2 separate regions of the Oryctolagus cuniculus genome follow, and region 1 is linked to region 2. The links are chromatin contacts, called in public Hi-C maps. All regions are on one chromosome and are shown on one strand. Each heading gives the region's core, a stretch centred on a gene start, on an enhancer-like site or on the middle of the called end of the contact. The rest is flanking DNA. Distances are from core to core; before and after follow the strand shown. Region 1 overlaps LOC103347699 (a long non-coding RNA gene). Region 2 has its middle 42 kb from the start of THUMPD2.

Evidence for each region. Hi-C and Micro-C count contacts between places; a contact is called where the count stands out from the background.
Region 1: a Hi-C map of an unstated tissue shows a contact between it and region 2, with 2.3 times the contacts expected there. The contact joins two enhancer-like sites. A contact is called at or near these places in 2 of 6 Hi-C or Micro-C datasets (ear pinna and an unstated tissue).

The regions. Positions count from the first base shown.
Region 1 is chr2:163,307,164-163,312,833 of mOryCun1.1, reverse strand. The region is part of intron 5 of LOC103347699 (a long non-coding RNA gene); the gene reads left to right. Among named protein-coding and RNA genes, the nearest start is that of MAP4K3, 100 kb to the left of the region's middle. Within about 2 kb of position 1,358, at least 3 of the 8 cell types and tissues checked have an H3K27ac peak or open chromatin away from gene starts, as enhancers often do.
Region 2 is chr2:163,060,896-163,067,489 of mOryCun1.1, reverse strand. No RefSeq gene overlaps it. Among named protein-coding and RNA genes, the nearest start is that of THUMPD2, 42 kb to the right of the region's middle. Within about 2 kb of position 3,924, at least 2 of the 8 cell types and tissues checked have an H3K27ac peak or open chromatin away from gene starts, as enhancers often do.

The DNA.
Region 1 (5,670 bases), core at 109-2,608, 250 kb before region 2:
CCGGGCCCAAATCAGGAACTTCTTCTAATTCTCCAATATGGGTGGCAGAGCCAAAGAACTTGGGCCATCTTCAGTTGCTTTTTCCAGACCATTAGCAGGGAGCTGGGTCAGAAGTGGTGCAGCTGGGACTTGAACTGGCACTCTGATATGTGGTGCAGCATTGCAAGCATCAGCTTAACTCTTTGTGCCACAACAACGGCCCCTCAGCATTTGATTTTAATTGGCTCCTGCAGCTCTCAGGGAAAGAGGGTCCTCCTTGGCTTCTGAGGGTCTCTGCACTGCAGAACTGTAGTGAGCATGCAGGGCATGCTAGGGGCTGCAGAAAGATCTCACAATGAGGATTTGTGTCAGCTTCAAAAGGCCCAAAATAAACCTAAAAATGCTCCTAGGTAGCCAGTTATTGCTATTTAAAATCCCTGTTGGAACAAAGTGGGAAATAAATACCAGCAAAATATGACCAAGCAGGCCATTGCTGCATAGTATATGTCACAGTTCTGTGTAGCTGACGGGCCTGCTGGCCCATTCCTGGAGATGGGGGCCGCAAGGCCATGTAGGTCCAGAGCTGCCCTTAGCCTCCTGCCTGCAAGGTGGCCTGCCTCCCTGAAGGGGGTGCTGGTGGGAAAGAGCCTCCCTTGATAAACCATCGTTCTTGTTCCTCCCAATCAATTCTTTGCCTTTCTGTTTTCTGGGAATAAGAGGATTCATCCGACTCAACTGGAGATGGCTCCCTTCCCTAATTTATTGTTCCATTTCTGAGGCTGCCCCCTAACCGGGCTCAGTTTAAGCAAACAGGGGTGTGGGAATAGGCAACACTGCCAAGACCGAAGTCCACAGCCACAGAGCTACCCCTCCACCTGCCGGAAGCAGAGACACACCCCAACCTCTTTCTTGTCATTCACCCAGTTTTGCTGAACCTGGAAAGGAAATAAATTCCAAAGGCAGGAAATGACCCAGAGACTATAACAATATGTGAAAAACTAAGCCAGTGCTTCCGCCACTTTGTTTCAAACTCCTCTAATCAGAGTCCCAGGAAGCCTAACCCATGGCCAGATGGAGCTCTGTTTTCAGACGCCTCTTGGCATCTGCCACTCCCGGCTGGTGACATTTGCACGTTTCAGTTGGCAAACCTGTCCCAGCATCCTCAAACTTCCGGAGAGGTATAGCCCCAGGAAAGTCCTCGGCTCTCCTGCTGACAGCATCAGCCATCTGATCTGCCTCATCTGTAGCAGAGCTGCTGCTGGACGCCAGCCTAGAACACTATCATGCCGATCTGTTCTCGAAGTTTTGCAGCATCTGAAATCAAAATGCCCAGTGTTGCCAGAAAAGGCTGGCTCCTTTGCCTGCTTCATAATCCCTCTCACCAGGCTTTCGGAAAGAAACCCGATGAGTCAGGAAGGCAGAAACCTTGTCTAGGGGAGGTGTGGGGGTGGGCTGGTCTCTCATTGCTTGTGAAAATTCCCTCCTGTTTTGCAATGCAAGGAACATTTAGGAATCTGGTTCGGCTTCTTTTGTTTTGTCGTCCCCTGTCAGCTCTCAGTTGGAGAGACCCTTAATTTACCACTCCTGAAATTAGCTCAACAAAAGCAAAGAAGCACAAAAACTTCACTTGTATCCCCAGGAACAGATAAAGAGAAGACCTCCACCCCTATTCCCAGAAGGAACCATCACTCGACTGCTTTGTTCTGGCCTAGGGACTTGCCTTTTCCTGGGCTTTTAATTTTTACTGAACACCATCTATCATATCAGCCTTCCCCGCTGAGGGCTGTGTGCCAGTGGAGTCTAAATACAGTGAGGTGCTTTCTGGGATACCTTCTCCAAACAGGTATCCAGCTAATCCCCTGCAGGTAATTGGAACATAGCTATTGTTGAATGAATAATGTACCTAACTCTTGCAACACTTTCAAAATGCTAAACAGATTAAAGCACAAAAATCTAGTGTATTTGTTGACATCAGATTTCTAGCAAAGCCCCAGCGAGCCAGAGGAGAGAGGTTCATCATCAGCCTGGTTGGAAAGGGGACCAGTGGGGAGGGCACTGCCCTGCTGCAATCAGACGTCCAATACCTGTCCTCGAGCGCATGAAGCCACAGCGTTTCTTGTGAGGAATAATCAATCTTACAGGAGACAGAAGAGCTCGCTCTCCTGCCCCCCTCCTTCTTTCTACTGCCTAGGAAGAATGAACCAGGAAAAATCTAGAAACAGGAACAGAAGGCAGTCATCTCTCCAACTATTCATACCAGCCAAACTGGTGTCAGAGTCACTTATACAATCCAAAGGAATTATGACTACAATTACAGGAATTTAGAGTGAGTGAAATAAATATAATTGTTTAGAAAAATCAGAATTTGATTAAGATGTGATTGAAATAGTTATCAATTAGTGAGAAAAGTACCAAATTATACCTAATTTTTATATTGCCTTCAGCCTCAATCTTCATATTCATTTAAAAATAATACAGTTAGGAATTGTATTCTTACCTAAATATATAACAGAGCAGAAGATTTTGTTATGCTCTCTTAGGCATGTATCTGAAAAGCATGGCCATTGGGGGACACCTAGTTTTCTACTGTGTTCACCGCAGAGGAAGAAGCAGAACACGAAGGGACTTTACAGTGTTTTGAGCTCTAGCAGTGGAAGGACAGAGTCAAAACATGACAGTAAATGCTGTATTCTGTTTAACCTCAGGTTTCACTGATGTAGTTATTAGACACTTAAAGTAGATGCTTGTGTTTTGCAAATGACAGAACTGAAGTAAAAATGGAAAATAATAGAGCCAGGGTTCCCATACTATGTGCAAGGAGACCAGGACACCACAACAAACTCTTGGGGGTGCTATGCACATTTTAAAGGTCCCAGGAAACACAGTGACACTTGGTCTCTGTTGGATACGGAGTAAACTACTAGCTCAGGGTGGTTCACAGTTTCAACATTAGATTGTGCTAAATTTGTTTCAAAGGTGGTTTATCTTTGGGAAGCTGAGTTTTTTTTTTTTTAACTTTTATTTAACAAATATAAATTTCCAAATACAGCTTATGGATTACAGTGCCCCCCCCATAACTTCCCTCCCACCTGCAACCCTTCCTTCTCCCGCTCCCTCTCCCATTCCATTCACATCAAGATTCATTTTCAATCATCTTTATATACAGAAGATCAATTTAGTATATATTAAGTAAAGATTTCAACAGTTTGCACCCACACAGAAACACAAAGTGTAAAGTACCGTTTGAGTAGTAGTTATAGCACTAATTCACATTGTACAACACATTAAGGACAGAGATCCTATATGAGGAGTAAGTGCACAGTGACTCCTGTTGTTGACTTAACAAATTGACACTCTTGTTTATGGCATCAGTAATCACCCTAGCTCTTGTCATGAGTTGCCAAGGCTATGGAAGCCTTTTGAATTCGCTGACTCTAAACAAGGTCATAGTCCAAGTGGAAGTTCTCTCCTCCCTTCAGAGAAACGTACCTCCTTCTTTGATGGCCCGTTCTTTTCACTGGGATCTCACTCGCAGAGATCTTTCATATATATATATATATATATATATATATATATATAAATTTTTTTTTTGCCAGAGTGTCTTGGTTTTCCATGCCTAAAATACTCTCATGGGATCTTCAGTCAGATCTCAATGCCTTAAGGGCTGCTTCTGAGGCCAGAGTGCTGTTTACGACATCTGCCATTCTATGAGTCTGCTGTGTGACCCGGGGAAGCTGAGTTTTTGCAGTTGTTGTTAAACAGTGCAAGTACCAAGAGAAAATCAGAGTGAAATAAGAGGTCAAGGTGCTGGTGTCTGAATGGGTTCCAAGATTTGAAGAGATGTTTGGTATTCAATTGGCATATACACTTTTATAAGTGACTGTGATTATTGAACAATGAAATAAAAGCTTTTTTTTCTTTCCACTTACGTGTTTTTTTCCCCCAAACAAGCAGCTTATTTGTTGGGCCTTAACTACTAGATAAACGGAATTTCTATTATTTCTTTAGGCTTAGGTGCTCTGTGGAAAACTTACAGAGGCACAAAGATGCTGTGAATTGTGACAGTTTGAAAACTGTAGATTAGAACATTGCAAATTATGTCCAGTGCCTAATGGTGGGTTTCAATGACCCTGACCTATTTGTCAGGAGAAAAAAAAAATATGATTAGGTCCTCATCATCCCATACTAGCCAGAACATTGCTCCTGATATTTTTCCTTGTTACCTCATCACATGAACATTTTTAATCTGAGTGTTTTTTTAGTAAGGCAACTATTTGGTGGACTATTAAAAATTATCTTATACAATGTTTCTCAGACTATCTCCTGTGAGGGGTCTTTATCCTTTGTTTTATAAATTTCTAATCTGTCATAAACCACGTGTTGGTTAGTTTTATACGTCAACTTGTCTGTCACCTAGTGCCCATATATTTGGTCAAATATTGTTCTCAATGTTTCTGTGAAGTTTTTTTTAAATAAAATTAACATTTAAATCAGTGAGCTTTTACTTAATATATACTAAATTGATCTTCTGTATATAAAGATAATCGAAAATGAATCTTGATGTGAATGGAATGGGAGAGGGAGTGAGAGATGGGAGGGTTGCGGGTGGGAGGGAAGTTATGGGTGGGGGGAAAACCATTGTAATCCATAAGCTGTACTTTGGAAATTTATATTTATTAGATAAAAGTTTAAAAAGAAGATTGTAAAAAAAAATAAATAAATCAGCGAGCTTTGAATCATATTCCTTTCCTTAACGGGGGTGGGCCTCACCTCAACAGCTGAAGTCCTGACCTTTCTTGAATAGGAAGGAATTTTGCCTTTATGCTCTGCATGTCTCTGAATCTCAGCCTTTTAGCTTGGCCCATCATATTGTGGACCCACCAGTCCTCCAGAATTGCGTGAGCCAATTTCTTAAAATATCTATTTGTCTATCTATCCACATCTGCATCCTGTTGGTTTTGTGGTTTTGTTTCTCTAGAGAACCCTGACTAACACAGGCTAATGCTTTTAAAAAATAAGAGCAAGCATTTAGCCTAGTGGTTAAGATGCTAGTTAAGATGCCTGTGTCAAGGCCGGCGCCACAGCTTACTAGGTTAATCCTCTGCCTGAGGTGCTGATACCCCGAGTTCTAGTCCCAGATGGGACACTGGTTGCCCCTCTTCCAGTCCAGCTCTCTGCTGTGGCCCAGGTGCTTGGGCCCTGCACCCACATGGGAGACCAGGAGGAAGCACCTGGCTCCTGGCTCCTGGCTCCGGATTGGCGCAGCGCGCTGGCCATAGCAGCCATTTGGGGATTGAACCAACGGGGGGGGGGGGGGGGGGCGGGGGGAAGGAAGACCTTTCTCTCTGTCTCTCTCTCTCTCTCACTAGCTTTGCCTGTCAAAAAAAAAAAAAAAAAAAAAAAAGAGAGAGAGAGAGAGAGATGCCTGTGTCCCGCATTTGAATACCTGGGCTTAATACCCAGTTCCTGATCCTGATTCTAGTTCTTATTAATATACTCCCCTGGGAGGCAATGATGATGGTGCAAGTAGTTAGGTTCCTGTCACCAATGGGGATACCTGGATTAAGTTACCAGTTCCTGGTGTTGGGTTGGACCAGCCCAGGCTGTACTGGGCATTTTGGGAGTCAATCAGCTGATGAGCATTCTCTCTCTCTCTCTGTCTTCCCATAAATTAATAAATAAATTTTAATG
Region 2 (6,594 bases), core at 2,675-5,174:
TGTATTGTTCAAAAAAAAAAAATCTTTCAGAGGCCAAAACATTACAAATGACTTTGGAGAAGGTGTAGCAAAGAATCGTAAAACTGACCTGGAAAATGTGGTCAAAGAAAGATGGAGAATTTGTGCAGGCACTCCTCTGCGATCAAGATGCACAGAGCCTGCAGTACGGGAGTGACCTCAGCACATGCGATCCCAGTTGCAGTCAACAGAATCCATTTCTAGGTAGTTCAGCATAAAAGGAGTTTATTTAAAAATCATTTAGGACGCTCAAGCAGACTAGGAAAATCAGTTTGGAAGCTATGCAGTGAGGAATGCCATCCAAACTATATGACACGATGGCTATCTCTAGGACTCACTGCAGCCCCTGCTCGGCACCCACACCACAGCTTGTACCATTCGTGTGGGCCCTGAACGCTGTCCTCGGCCCCTGCTGCTCTGACACCGGGGCATCTGCTACCGCCCTCCAAGAAGTTGGCTTCCGCCATGCCTGCTTCCTCCCATAGCTCATGTCTCAATCAGACAATCATATGTGCATTCTACCTATAACAGAGATCGGGAAAGCTACTGTTCTGGTTTCTGCCTTGGAGAGCTGAGATTTAAAAGGAAGAAAACGTCCCAAACATTAGGAAAGTGTTCAAAAGGCCCTGGGTGCCCTGAAAATATGGTAATTACCACCCATCCTCACTCCATATTTAAGCTTTCTCCAAGCAACCAACATTCCCATGGGATATAATGAAGTTATCCTTTGAAAGAACAAAAACCTGTCCTTCCACTCTCCTTGTGACAAAGGCGACATGTCTATTTAGAAACATGACTTCTGAGTGGTTCCCATTCTTCTTCTATTTCCATTTGACCTGCAATTTATGGATTAAGTTGAGGGTGTGAAACGCTAAAAGTGGGAGGGAGTTGAAAGGCATCTTACTCTTGGCCAATGAGGGATGGGAACTTCTAGATCCTCTCTTATTTTATGTATTTATTTGAGAGGCAGATTTACAGACAGTGAGAGGGAGAGACATTCCATCTGCTGGTTCACTCCCCAAATGTCCGCAACAGCCAAAGCTGGGCTGATCTGAAGCCAGGAGACAGGAGCTTCTTCCAGGTCTCCCAGGCAGGTGCAGGGGCCCAAGTGCCTAGACCATCTTCTACTGCTTTCCTAGGCCACAGCAGAGAGCTGGATTGGAAGAGGAGCAGGCGGGACTAGAACCAGTGCCCATATGGGATGCCAGCACTGCAGGTGGAGGATTAACCTACTGTGCCACAGTGCTGGCCCTGGATGCTCTTTTTTACTCCTTCACTGGACACCTGTGGGTGCCTTCTGCACAGCTTTTACAGAGAAGCCCTGCAGGGTGGGATCCCAGCTGCTCACCCTGGTGATCAGCTCAACAATGCATCCTTGGCTTACCTCTCCCTCTTCCCCTCTTTCACCTCTTCCAGTCTCCCCACTGCCCCACATAAATGACCAGCATGGAAATCTTTATCTCAGTTCTGGTTTTGGTGGAAACCTAGATTGACAGCACAGTTAACTCCCCATGTGCTTCAAGAATCCTAAATAACCAGGCAAGAGTCTTACCTCCTAATCAATGTGTTCATTGTGGTTTCTGCTGACAGAAGAAATCCTCTCGGGAGCTATTTGGTAGGAGTAGGGGTTCATGAAAGACCCTGTTGCTCACCGTGGAGTGCATGAATAAGTGGCTAGGGATTTGGAAGCACCCCTTTTCCTAGGAAGAGGGGCTGTGTTCAAGTCCAGATACCAACAGAACACGTAGCTGTCTTTGGCTTGTCCCCTATCCCTGAAAGGTCCTTAGGTACCTTTATTTCCCAGGCACAGCAAAACTCACTCTCCAGAAAATCCCTGTAAAGAGTGGGTAAACTAAACCCAGCCTGCCTGGCACCCAGAAGTGTATTTCCCCCACTGAAAAGGCCCGTTTATCATGGTAGCTCACTGGCTGGGGGTGCCAGTGCCGGTGGTGATGGTGGCACTGGTGTGGTTACTTGTCGTGGTTTAACAGATCTTTCCATGAGATGATGGGGAGCCCATGGGAAGCTGTGGAACAGGTTCTGCCCCTTCCTGCAATAGTGCAGCCACAGCACTGAGGGCCCACACCTGGAGCAAGAGGCATTGAGACCTCTACAGGAGGGAGTCCAGGTGCTCCAGTGACAAGATGCAAACATTTTAATAGGGTATTTAAGTGTGGTATGTAACTGGTACCATTCTCGCTTTAGCTCTCAGTCTGTATTCTGACTATATGAGAAACAGCACCATCTGTTGGTCACTGGCTCAAAGCACACACAGCTAGGCCACCCCCTCACCCTCTCCAGGAGTCACTTCCCTGCTGGCTTCCTGCCTACCATAGGTCTTCTCTTTCAGGCGATGGGTTATGTGGAAGACGAGAAAGGCCATGAGCCTCGGTCTGCTTTGTTCACTCATGCGGCTCTTTGGTGGCTGCAAATAAGTAACAGGGAATAAGGCCACTTGGTTAGTGCTGGCATGGAAAATCCAGAATCAGGATAAATGGTTATTCCCTGAGGACAGCTGACCGCCCTCTCCACAAGGGAGGGGTCTCAGGGCAATCCTGCATCCTGTCTGCAGTGTCATAGCGAATCTCAGCGTTGGTCACCGTTGCTGCAAAAGAATCAGCCGTGGCAGTGCCATGGCAGCCTTGACCGTGAGGGTGGCTGGGAAGCAGACTGGCCTCTCCCGGGCACCCACATACCTAGAGCTGCTCCACAGTGGGGCCTCTAGGGACCACTCCAGTGGGACACAAGTATCCCGTATGTTTGGGCCTGTTCTGAGAGGCCTCTCTCCTCTTCTCCAGAACTTCTTTCCTGTCCCTGACCACCCATCCAGACAGACAGCACCATGGCCACCTCCCCTCTAGGCAGAGGTACAGTGCGGATTACTCCAAGTTCCACCGCCTGGGAGGCATCCCTTTCCCCACTGTCCTCGCCCGGAGTGCGGCTGCAATGCCAGTGCAGTTAAACCTCAGCACGTGCCAGCGAAACCTGCAGTCATCTGTCAGCCAGATGTGGCCATCTTCCTCCTTGGTGACCTGCTCACTGGAACTCGCAGTGAGACCAGAGTGGTTGGGCGGAGGGGGGAGAGCCTGGGGCTCATTGCAAGGCTCAGGCACTGAGTGCACCTGCAGCTCAGGGATGGTCAGCTCAATGCTTGCAGATACAGCTTCCCCCTGACGGGGGCATGCTGCTGGGCCAGGCCGTGGAACCCTTGGTGTCATGGATCAGATCACTCCCAGTGGTTAGATCACATGATCACCTAATGTCCTGTAGCCAGGGCCTCTGTAGCAAGCCAGAAGTTATTTTCCAAAAAGAAAATAATTTCTTGCCAAGAGAGCGTGGCGTTGCTCCAGAAGCTAAGAGGTTGCAGCTGTGCTTCCCCGGTGGAGACTGGCTGCAGGCTCCACGCAGCATCCAGGTTTGCCACAGACACCCCGGGCACCCTTAGATCCCCTGGGTCATAAGGGCATTGATGCAGGGCACCTTGTCGTGGGCGCTGGACCGGCTGCAGACCTCTCCCTTCTTCGGACCTCCATTAACAATGATTACAGAAGCAAATCCGAGGGTGACACTGGCTGCTGCTTCAGATGCCGGAGTTCCCTCAAACATCTGTGCCAATTTGATTGGTGGGACTAACATCTGCAGCTCCTGCAAAGATAGAGTACTTCAGGGGGAAGAGAGAGCCTATGGAATATGACCTTGTTCCTTCCAATATTCGACACGCTTCCTGCATGGGTCAGAAAGCCACGCGGGGACTCTGCAGTTCCTGGGGGTAGCTACTCCAACTATAGACTCAGGAACTGGGTAAACCAGCGCGTAGGTTTTTCACTGAGAAAATTGGAGCGGTAAGGAGAGAACTTCCACAGTCTACCACCACCACACCGCCTACCTTCCAGCACCTGCTCCCACTCCCAGTCTGTTCTACAAGGCAGCTTTCCGTCATGGGCAGTAACTCAAGGAGAGGGATGATGTCTCTATCATATGGAAATTGGGTTGGTTCCTGAGTGACTTTTCCTCCTCAGCATGTTAATGTTTTGTGTCACAGCCGAATGCAAAGGGCGCCCGTGGAAGGAGCTGAATGTGCGAGCTGCAGAACGACGTACTTGACCTGATGTCCAGCCCTGCATGCTCCTCTCGGCTCTGCTTGCCCACAGCTTCTGCCTTGCAAGTGCTTATTGCAAAACTCAGCCTCTTCCACCCTCTTGTGCCCAGTTCTGTCGCAACGCTGATGTCCTGTCCTTAGAAAGGCAAAGTCCTCTGTTTACTGTTGTAGATGACTATGACCAGGAATATAACATAGCCTTCTTAACTGTGCTCATTTTTTTAAAAAATTAAGATTGATGTTTCTCTTAGTGCTCAGGTTGCAAAGCTGCATAGGTCTGGAATGGTCTGTCCCGACCCTACTTTTTCATAAATTTTGTTATTTTCAGTGCATGAAATGAGAATGAAAAATATTTTAGGAATATAATTATATTATTGCATAAATGCCTAGATGCCTCCTCCCTATCACTAATCGTGGATAAATTCTTTATGCTCTCACTACAGCCAATTCCTCCACTTGTGGACTGCATTCCACTCTTACCCAAGGACATTGTTCCCACATTTATCCTTTTTTTCTCCACTTCTTCAATGTTTCATCCCTTCTGGAAGATTCCCTCCAATAAGAAAACAAATTCTCTTGATTCCACAACACTAACAACTTACTACTTCCATTTCTCTGCTCCCCTTCTGCACGGTCTTGCTGAAAGTGTTACCCATGCCCACGACCACCAGCTGTTTTCCTATTTTCTTGTATAAGATCCCTGCGATCTGGATTTGCTCCCTCTTCACTCCGCCTAAAGTCCCATTAACAAGGCTACTATGGCTGCCTCACTGCTAAATCCAGTGGTCAGTTTCCAGTCCTTGTCTTCCGTCGAGGCTTAGCTACATTTATAGGGCTCACCGCTCTCCTCTCCATCCCCTATGTTCACAGGCCTCCCAGGCAGCCACACTGTTGGCTTTCTTCCTATCTCACTGGTTGCTCCAGCTCTGTGTCTTTTGTGAATTCCCTCTTCTCCCCATTTCTCAGTGTTGTTGGAATCAAGGCCTCAGCCCTTGTCGTCTTCTTTACTCCACATTCACTCCTTAGGTGGTCTCATCCTGCATGAATACCTGCCCCCTGAATACTGACAATCCCGAAGACAAATCTCCAGAGCCGACCTTTTTCTCAAACTGTAGACTCACAGATTCAATTGCATACTTGACATCTCCACTTTATGCTTAATGCACATTTCAAAATTAGCAAGTCTAAAACTGTCTAGCAAGCAAATCTTGCTATTTTGGTCTGTCTCGATTAGACAAGTCTGTATTAGGCTGTCTAGACTAGCAAGTCCAAATCTCAACTTCTGCTATCTTTCCCAAACCTGCCCCCTCAGTCCCCTGCAGCCTTTCCCCTGTCACCAGGTGCTTGGTCAAAAATCCAGCAATCATTCCTGTCTCCTTCATCTGTCACACCACAACTGTGGGTCCGACTTAGGAAACAGCCAGACTCCACCTGCCGCCCACCATTACTACCATTTCCTCTTGCCTGAGAAGGCATCCTAGCTGCTCATTCTAGAACCAATGAACGTACCTGTATTAACAAATTCAATTTGATTTAAAATCATAGCTGTTTTTTTCTGGTCTGATGTAATCATTCCTCTCATATTCACTAAGATTCTACTTGATCAGTTGTCAATGTTTGGAATTCTTCCCCCCCAGGGCCTTAAGACTTGCCGAGCACCGCCTTTAGTTTCAATCCCAAGAAGCAGTGAGGCAAGACAGCATGAAGAAAACTTTCTCCCTGTGAGGGAACAGGGCTTACCCTTAGGATCTTCAAGCGCAGCCCCTTCCGTAAAGGCTGAGCGGGGTTTGAAGTGCGTGAGCCACCCAAATCCACCCAAATCCTTTCCTGCGTCTCCATTCCAATGCTCAGGCTCCTCCTTCCCCCTGCCCACCCCCTCCCCCGTTTCCTAACAGAACCCTAATTTCCACCTAGGAGACCCAACTAAACTGAGCTCAAGTGATACATACAATCCAGCCTTCAACAGGATCAGATTCTTGTGTTTGCTTTGCAGGCACTTCAGCCCTACAGCTACCAGAAGTAGTTCTCTTGACGTAGTCCTGAGAAATCCCTAGCACCTCCTCCGAGGCCTTGAGCCGGTTTCTCAGCTTGGACACAGCTGACATTTTGAAGCAGGTGGTTCTCTGTTGCCAGGGGCTGTCCTGTGCCTCTGGCCGCATCCCTGGCCTGTATTTGCCAGATGCCAGTCACCGCTCTTCTCCGCACGAGTTGTAGTAAACAAAAATGTGTGCAGGTACTGCTGAGTGCTCCCTGGGGGACAGAAGATTGGAATGACCAATTGTTTCATCATCATGTGCCCTAAACTTTGTAAAATACAAACTTTATCCTCACTGCCTTTTTATTTGTAAGATTTTATTTATTTATGTATTTGAGAGGCAGAGTTAGAGAGAGAGAGGGAGAGACAGAAAGGTCTTCCATCTGCTGGTTCACTCCCCAAACGGCTGCCAATGGCCGGAGCTGAGCCGATCTGAAGCCAG